Linked DNA regions of Columba livia: region 2 is linked to region 1. The links are chromatin contacts, called in public Hi-C maps. All regions are on one chromosome and are shown on one strand. The core of a region is the stretch at or near the end of the contact, and the rest is flanking DNA. Distances in the headings are between cores, read along the strand shown.

The links. A called contact is a pair of places that touch in the nucleus more often than the background predicts.
Region 2: a contact with region 1 is called in a Hi-C map of liver, with 3 times the contacts expected there. The contact joins the promoter of IRF2BP2 here to the enhancer-like site in region 1. A contact is called at or near these places in 2 of 2 Hi-C or Micro-C datasets (crop and liver).

What each region holds. Positions count from the first base shown.
Region 1 is chr3:78,696,793-78,700,555 of bColLiv1.pat.W.v2, forward strand. No RefSeq gene overlaps it. Among named protein-coding and RNA genes, the nearest start is that of TARBP1, 25 kb to the left of the region's middle. Within about 2 kb of position 1,914, at least 3 of the 3 cell types and tissues checked have an H3K27ac peak away from gene starts, as active enhancers do.
Region 2 is chr3:78,740,111-78,744,023 of bColLiv1.pat.W.v2, forward strand. IRF2BP2 (interferon regulatory factor 2 binding protein 2) reads right to left here and starts at 1,666. Exons shown (of 3, transcript XR_010471879.1): 1 at 473-1,666; 2 at 1-263. It overlaps LOC110363452 (a long non-coding RNA gene), which reads left to right and starts at 2,937. Exons shown (of 2, transcript XR_010471882.1): 1 at 2,937-3,811.

The DNA of each region.
Region 1 (3,763 bases), core at 664-3,163:
CTTTGAAGGAAGATTTGATGCTCATCTTACTTGGTGAGAAATCTGGGGTCTATAGCAGGTGAAAGGAGGGAAGAAAATGATCCTGGGAGGGACGAGTTATTATACAAGCTCTGTCTCAGAGAAGGAACCTTTTCACTTCTCCTTGCCCTCCCCACACTGCTGACCCTGCTGTGGGGGCTTCTTCTTCTTCAGGGAGACCTACAGCACAGAGGCAATATCCCTCAAGAAGGCCTGCACTGGTCTCTGCACCAGCCAAAAGGCAACAGCAGCTACAGCTGGAGTTAGTCCTGCCTCTGGCATCTGTGTTCGCAGCGTCAAGCCCAGCTGCTCAGCTGGGGCTGGTAACCTTCAGCCAAACACTCCTTGGTCTGGAAGTCAGTAATCTCCACCTGCCTCCAGCATATGACCCTGTCCCAGTTTTAGATTACTCCCATGAGTCACGTTTTTTCCACCTCCCTCTTCCAGCCTCCCCAGCAGAGTGGCAGCACAAGGACAAGGGTAGAACAAACACCCATCGCTATCTGGCTCTGACTCCACCGAGCAGCAGGCTCTGGGAAAGATGGGGTGTGGACCGAGCAGCTCAGCAATTGCTGTCTCTCTGTAGGATTCAGGTGTCATGGGGCTCAAGGGAAAGCCAGTTCTCCCAGCACCTTGAGACAGCGTAGGGCAAGGTTACTCCTCCCTAGGGCTGCCTGCCTCTGGCCTCAGCTTTCCGTGAGTGCCCCACGTTCTCCCACTAACTGAATCACTGGTTGCCTGTCCGTCGAGGTTAAAGCTGGCCATGCCAGTTGGAGACCAGCCAGATGGCAACCATAAGGACAAACAAGCACAGGGCTCAGGCAGGAACGTCACTTCCCCCTGTAAATGTACGCACATGGGCACATGCACAAGCCCAACCTGAAGGGTTTGGTAGTTTCCTCGCTGCTAATGCAAGGCTGCCAAATCAGGGCGCTCAGGAAGCTCTCTCCTGCCCTGCAGCACTGGCCTAGCTGCAGGCAGGGACCTCGGTGAGGACCTCCATCCCCAGTGCTGCCTGCCCGCCCGTCTCAAGCAGACAGCTCCTTCTGCAGCCAAAGGAAACAGCTCCCCCTGGGGCGCTACGCAGGAGGCAAATTCCACTGCTGGGGTCAAATTCCTCAAGCGAGTAATCTGGAAGTCCTTCAATACTGGATAAAGACTGCAAAATAAGAGAGCTTGCAGCCTCCTTGGCAGAACTGTGTTTTAACCAGCGGAGCTGCTTTCTGATCTGGTGCTCTTGGTCAGTAGGATCGTGTGAAACGCGTCCGACAGTGATAAATTATCATGAACGCTTAGTAACTCCTCGACCAAAATTAAGTTACTCACAAAGTGATTTCTTGGAATGACTTCTTTGCTTGCCCTTCCCAAACTATTAAATTACAAGTCTGTGATTAATTACTACAGCAACTGCACAGTGAACTTAAAACTGTCACCTAAGAACAAAAGGTCTTCTAGATAGGGGATGTTTACTTTCAGCTGAAAGGGCACGCATTCAAATTTGGTCAAGTGTACCTTCCTTGCATTTTAATTCTTCAAGTTGAAAACAGCAGCTGGCTGCTTGGAGAAGCAGAAAGGTGAAAATGTCATTGGGTAAAACCTCCGACTGTTTCTCAGAACTGGCACTAACAAATGGTTTCCGGAAGCTAGAGGTCACTGCACACACAGTCCTACAGCTTTCAGGCATTAACCTGAAATTATTGTATGTAACTGGAATTCCTAAAGCAAGGTCGGATAGTTTATCTCAAATGTTAGCAAATTCCAACAACTAATCTAACACAGACGCTTTCGTTCCCTCCAGTGGGATGCTGCAGGGGGAAAGGAGTGGTTTCGAACAGGGCTGCTGCTTCCTCAGTCTGTACAAACAGCAGTCACACTGCGATGAGCTTTTGCTTCACCCAGATCTGACTGTAACTGCTGTGACCCTCCCCCAAAAGGTAGGAAGCCTGGTCTACATAGGTATATAATTTTTTAATGCCTAGGGCAGTGGGAGACACCAGCTACTCTGTCACCTAAGTGTTTTTTGGAAGAGGAAAAAGAGCTATTCAGCATTAAAGATTCAGGAATGTCTGTTGACATATTAAGGAAACAACCTCGGGGGACAGCTGACACGGCTCCAAGAAGCATTACCAAGGGAACAGTGACGCAAATGTCTTCCATTTTTACAGGCTGGCAGCTCGCCAGGTTCCCTCGCCTGATGGCTGATGTAATGCTAATCCCTATCTGGGTTAGCGCTCAGATATCAACCACAGCAGCTCACTCTGCTGCAATCAATATAGCACACTTTTTATAGAAGAGTGTGTAAAAAAAATTCTGCTCTAATCTACTAGGAATATGTACAGTAGAGTAATAGCAGGGGAAATCTAATGGCTGGCCTGGAGCTCACCCAGCCCATGCTTTTGCAAGCGTGCGCATGTGTGTGCAGGCTTGTACACAAACCCATCTACACCTCAAATAATGACAAGTCCAGGCAAGGGCCACACATTGAGAAAGGGCTGGCTGTTCATCACGTACAAGAAAAGCTGTCCAATTCCTTTACTAAGTGATGTACCAGCAGAAGAAAACAAGAAGAATGGGACTGGAAAATAAAATGGACTATGACAACATTTTTTTACTTCTGTGAGTATCAGAGGGGTCCCTGGGGATTCACGAAGCCCCACAGCAGCTTTACAGGGTAGATAGCACCAAGTCCAGAGAAGGACTCACAGTGAGTCAGTAGCAGTCAAACCTGTCTGCCCTCACAGACTGTCCATAGCGGACACCAACACCAGTACCTTAAGACAAGACATGAGCCAGAGAGGAATTCAGGGATCCTGACCTGCCATGTAATTATCTGTGTAGTAATTTGGGTTGCTCATAAGAGGAGAATTTTGAAAAACTGAATAACCTTCAGTGAATATAGTCCTGGCTTTACACCTTCTACCATGGAAAGCCCTTCCAGTGCTTAACTGCACCCTAAAACCAGTCTAGAGCACAGATTTTCTGCTAAGTGGATCATCACCCTATCTCCTGTAAGTGATAACCCCACACCTGTTTCTTTCACAGGATATTGGTGTCATAACTGCGAAAATTTCTATGTGTGTTCTTGCACCAGGTAAAACCTTGAGCTAAACTCTGTGGGTAACAAAGTAGATGAATTCCAGCCTGTATCCAACAACTAGTGTGTTGAGGATCTTTGCATGCCAATGCGTTGTTTCCTTCTATTCCTCCTTTATCAGATAAAGTTTAAGGGGAATTTCAGGAAAACAGTACTTTTAAAAAAGAATCTGATATTCCAGTAATATTAGTCCTTGATTTAACTCCTGGCAGATGTAAGAAGAATATTAACTACATCATTCAGGGTTTCCAGAGGGTCAGCTTCACAGGACAGTCTGAGATCTGGGTTGGTATTTTGGGAAAATACATAGCCAGTGGAGACCATAAAGGCAACACTCTCAGACCCATCCTTTCCCAGGCCATGTTCATGGCAACCTTTCCATAGCAGCCATTGTTGATTTGACTGAATAACCGCCCCCACCTTTCACTGGCACTAAAAATGAAATAAATCACTGTCTGTCCATGCTAGACCATAACCACTCAAGCAGCCACGTGGCACAAAGCTCCCCCGAGGTGCTCACCAGCCCCCAGCTGCAACCTCACACATCCATCCAGCCTTTCCTTGCATTTCTGCCTCCCTTTTGCCAGGAGCTGCCATGGCAAAATGATGTTTCTGGCTGTTCCTCCCTCCTTTGCTCTTTGTTCCCTGCCA
Region 2 (3,913 bases), core at 416-2,915, 43 kb after region 1:
GTTGCCCCCGGCATTGTCCGCCACCAAAATGAGGGCGGCCATGGGGGACTGGCCGTTCTGGGCCGCCTCGGGCGGCGTGGTCCGGTTGGAGTGGGGCGAGGCGGTGGGCGGCGGGGGCGACATGAAGGGGGTGGCCGTCAGCGGCAGCTTCATCCCTTCCGACGAGGTGGGCAGCCAGGGCTGCGCCTCCCCGTTGATCTTCGGGGGTCCCGCCTCGCCCTCCGGCTCGGGAGAAGGCTTCCTCTTCCGGGCGGCCCGGGCCCCTGCAGAGTCAGAGAGGAGGAGGGTGAGAAGGCAGCGCAGCCACAACGCTCCAACGAGCACGGGGGCACCGCCGTGCAACCGCAGAAACGGGTGGCCGCGGCCACCCCCGAGCCCCGGGCGCCCGAAGCTGCTCGGGATCCTCCTCTCCGTATACCAGTAGTGGCTCCCCCCTGCCCTGCCCGCCCTCCCCCGGCCCCCGCTGTCTCACCTGGCTTGGCCACGGCGCCGTTGGTCTCGTATCCCAGCAATCTGCCACCCGCCATGCCCGGCTCCTTCTTGAACTTGCTGTCGAAGGGCGGCACGGCGTGGCTGCCGTGCTGGTGCAGGGCCAGCAACGTGTCCCGCACCGTCTTGGGCTTGGCCAGCCACTCCTGCTCGCTGCCCGCCCGGCCCTTGCCCTCTGCGGCCAGCTCCGCCGCCGCCGCCGCCGGCAGGCTCTCGGCCGAGCCCCGCTTCTCCTTGGCGCCGCTGTCGTGCTCCCCCGCCGCGCCGCCGCCCGAGGAGGAGGATGAGACGGAGCCGGGGCGCTTGTGCCCCAGCTCGCTGGGCTGCCCCGCCGCCTGCCCCGCCGCCTGCGCCGCCGCCGCCGGCTGCTGGGGTACAGGCACCGCCATCGGTGCGGGCGCGGCGGAGATGGCGGCGAGCGAGGCGGCGGCGGCGGCGCGGCTGCCCAGGCCGCCGATGGCGGCGGGGAGCCCGGCGCCGTTCACCAGCGGCACCAGGGTGGGGGGCACGGCGTGCGTCCGCCGTGGGTTCGGGCTCTGCCGGTTCAGCTCGGGAGGCTCCTCGGGCTTGGGGAAGCCATTGGGCACCAGGATGCCGTTGACCTGCCGGCCGCCGCCGTACTCGGCGCCCAGGCGGGGCGGCGGCCGCTCGGCCGCCAGCGAGTAGCGCTCCAGCGGCTGCGGCGGGGGCCGCGCCGCCGCCTCCGCGGGGTGGCCGAGCTGCTGCTGCTGCGCCAGGAGTTCCTTGGCGGAGAGCGGCGGCTGCTTGGCGTGCGGCGGCGGCGGGGCCCGGCCCTCGGGGAAGCAGCCGTGCGCCCGCTTCAGCTGCCGCGCCGTGTCGATGACGAACTCCACGCGGTCGGCGCCCTCGTAGTTGACGCAGCCCCGGCAGACGGGCTCGGTGAAGTCCCAGATCATGGCCCAGGGCATGCGGGGCAGGTCGCACAGGTAGCACGACTGCCTGCGGGAAGCAGCCGCCACCGCCGCCGACGACATGTCCCGGCCCCGGGGCAGCGGCGAGCGTCCCCCGCTCCGGCTCCGGCCGCCGCCTCCTCCGCCCCTCGCCACCGGAGTCCCGACGGGGAGGCTCGGGCGCCGCGGCCGCAGCGGGACCGTCCGCTGGGCCCCCTCCCCCTCGCCTTCCTCTTCCGTGCGCTGGAGCGGGGCGCGGCGGGCGCCCCGGCAGGCAGAGCCGCTGTGGGGGACGCCGCTCTCCTCGCCGTCTCCGCCGGCGGCGCTCACAGGGCGGCGGGGACGCGCATCTCCGCGGCGCGGCTGGCGCAGGGCTGCGGCCGCTGCCGCCCGCTCGGCTCCCCCGCTCGCTGGCTACTACGGGGCGGCGCGGGGCGGCGGGGGCCGGCGCGGCGGGGCGGAGACTGCCGCGGGGGCCGGGGCCGGGGCTGGCGGCGGCGCCGTGCCGGGCTCCAGCCGCCACCGCCACCTCTGCGCGCCGCCGCCTCGATTCTTCGACAGTGGCGGCCGCGCCTGCGCGCTGGGCGCCCCCGCCCCGCCGTCGTGATCCCGGCCCCTGCCCGTGCCCCCGCCACCGGCACCGGAGATTCCTCCTGCTGTTGGGGAGCCGCCGCGCCTCTGCCGGTCTCGCCCTCGGACAAGGAGAGGGGCGGGGGTGCGCTGCAGCTCCCTCCTTTTCTCTTATTATTTTTATTATTATTGTTTTTATTACTGTTTCCTGCGCCGCCGAGGGGCTTTGCCGAAACCTGCCACTCGTGCGCGCAGAGACGCGCGGGGGGACTTCCCGCAGTGCGGGACTCATTGTCCTCTCGTCCCCCTTGGCTAGTGACCTTTGGGCACGGCACAGCGCGGCGCCCCGGGCGCGCCCCCCGGCTGCGGGCTTATCCCCGCGGGGCTGGTCAGTGCCACCTCCGGGCAGGCGCCCTCCCGCGCCGCTGCGCGGCTTTGTTCTACCCACCGGGCCAGGAGGCACCATTATAAATACAACGATTACTTTTTTTTCAACTGTTGTCATTGTGCACAGGAAATAGGACGTTCTAGATTTCCTGTCATTTTCAACCACAAACCAGCGGTTCTTTAATGCAGATTAGCAAAATTTATACACACTAAGCAAACGCCGTCTCCTCCCCAAAAAACGAAAACCTGCAGACATGTTTCCCCGTCCAGCTTCCACGCTCCGAATCCCTCATCCGCCGCCTGCATCCACACCAAAACACGGTGTGGCGGTGGCGAGGGAGGAAAAAGGGTGTTTGCTCTTCCCGTTTGCCACGGGAGGTGAAGGAAACCCTCACCGGGCGCTTCCCGGCACGTACAGCTGACTGCACGCGTGTCCACAGGCAGAGTAAACACGGCAGAGACTGCTCCCCACACCGCCCGTGCTCGGGCCGCCCTTCCCACGGCGTTATGTAGGTTACAGGGGAGGGAGGGGGGGAAGAGAAGAGCAGCGGGAGGCGGGGGCCGACCGGGGCCGGGGAAGCTCTGACGTCCGCAGCCGCCGGCGGGAGGTGCCTCCCCGCGGCTGCCAGCTGCCCGACGGCGGGGCCGGGGAGCTGCGAGGCCGGGGGCGCTGCTGCCGCCCCGGTCCCACGTGTAGCGCCGCCTCCCTCTGCTACTCCTCGGCCCGCTGCGGGCTTAGGGGACAGCGGGGCAGCAGCAGCCGGTCCCCTGCGCTGCCTCCAGCCGGGGAGGGGGCTGAGTGGTGCGGCCGCCGGTGCGTCCTGGGGCACGGGGGGGCCCTTGCCTCGCCCTGCCCTGCCTTCCTTCTCCTCCTGGTGCTGGCTCCTAGCGCTGGTTCCCGTGCCAGGTTGGGTGACTTTGCAAACTGCACGCCCGGCTGGGCGTCCTGGAGGCGCCGAGCTGTTAACTAGGAAAACAAAAACCTGCTCTGGCCCCCGACCCAGCCCGGCGCGTCGGGGCGGTGGCAACGGCTGCTGCTGCGAGAGTTCGGGTCTGCTGGAGCTATCCCCTAGCTCCTCACGGCTCGTACCCGCTCTGAAGCAGCCATCTGGGGCAGGGGGGCAGGAGGAAGGGGGAAGGGATAGCACCGGCCGCGGTGCGGCCCAGACGTGCCCCCGGAGAGGCAAGGGTTAACATGGGCTCGTTTTTCCCGAGCAGCCTTCCTTTCACATTGCATCAAAGTCCTTTAAAGCCGTTTCTCTTTCCTCCTCCCCTCCCCGGCTCGAAAGACGCTTTATCCATGCATGCTAAGTAAACAGATCTTTGTTTTCGTCTTCCACCCACTGCCCTCTTTCTCCAGCCCGAAGCTGGAGCCTCGCCAAGCCGGCTGCAGCGATTGCTGCCTGCGCACACACAGTCACACACATACTGGGAGAAGAAGCCGGGTTTCTCGGGTGAGGCAATGCGCCTGCAATTGGCAGGGACAAGGCAGGAATTGTAATTGCACTTCATCATGTGATGGCTTATGAAAGAGGAAGTTTGGATGTTTTAGTCAC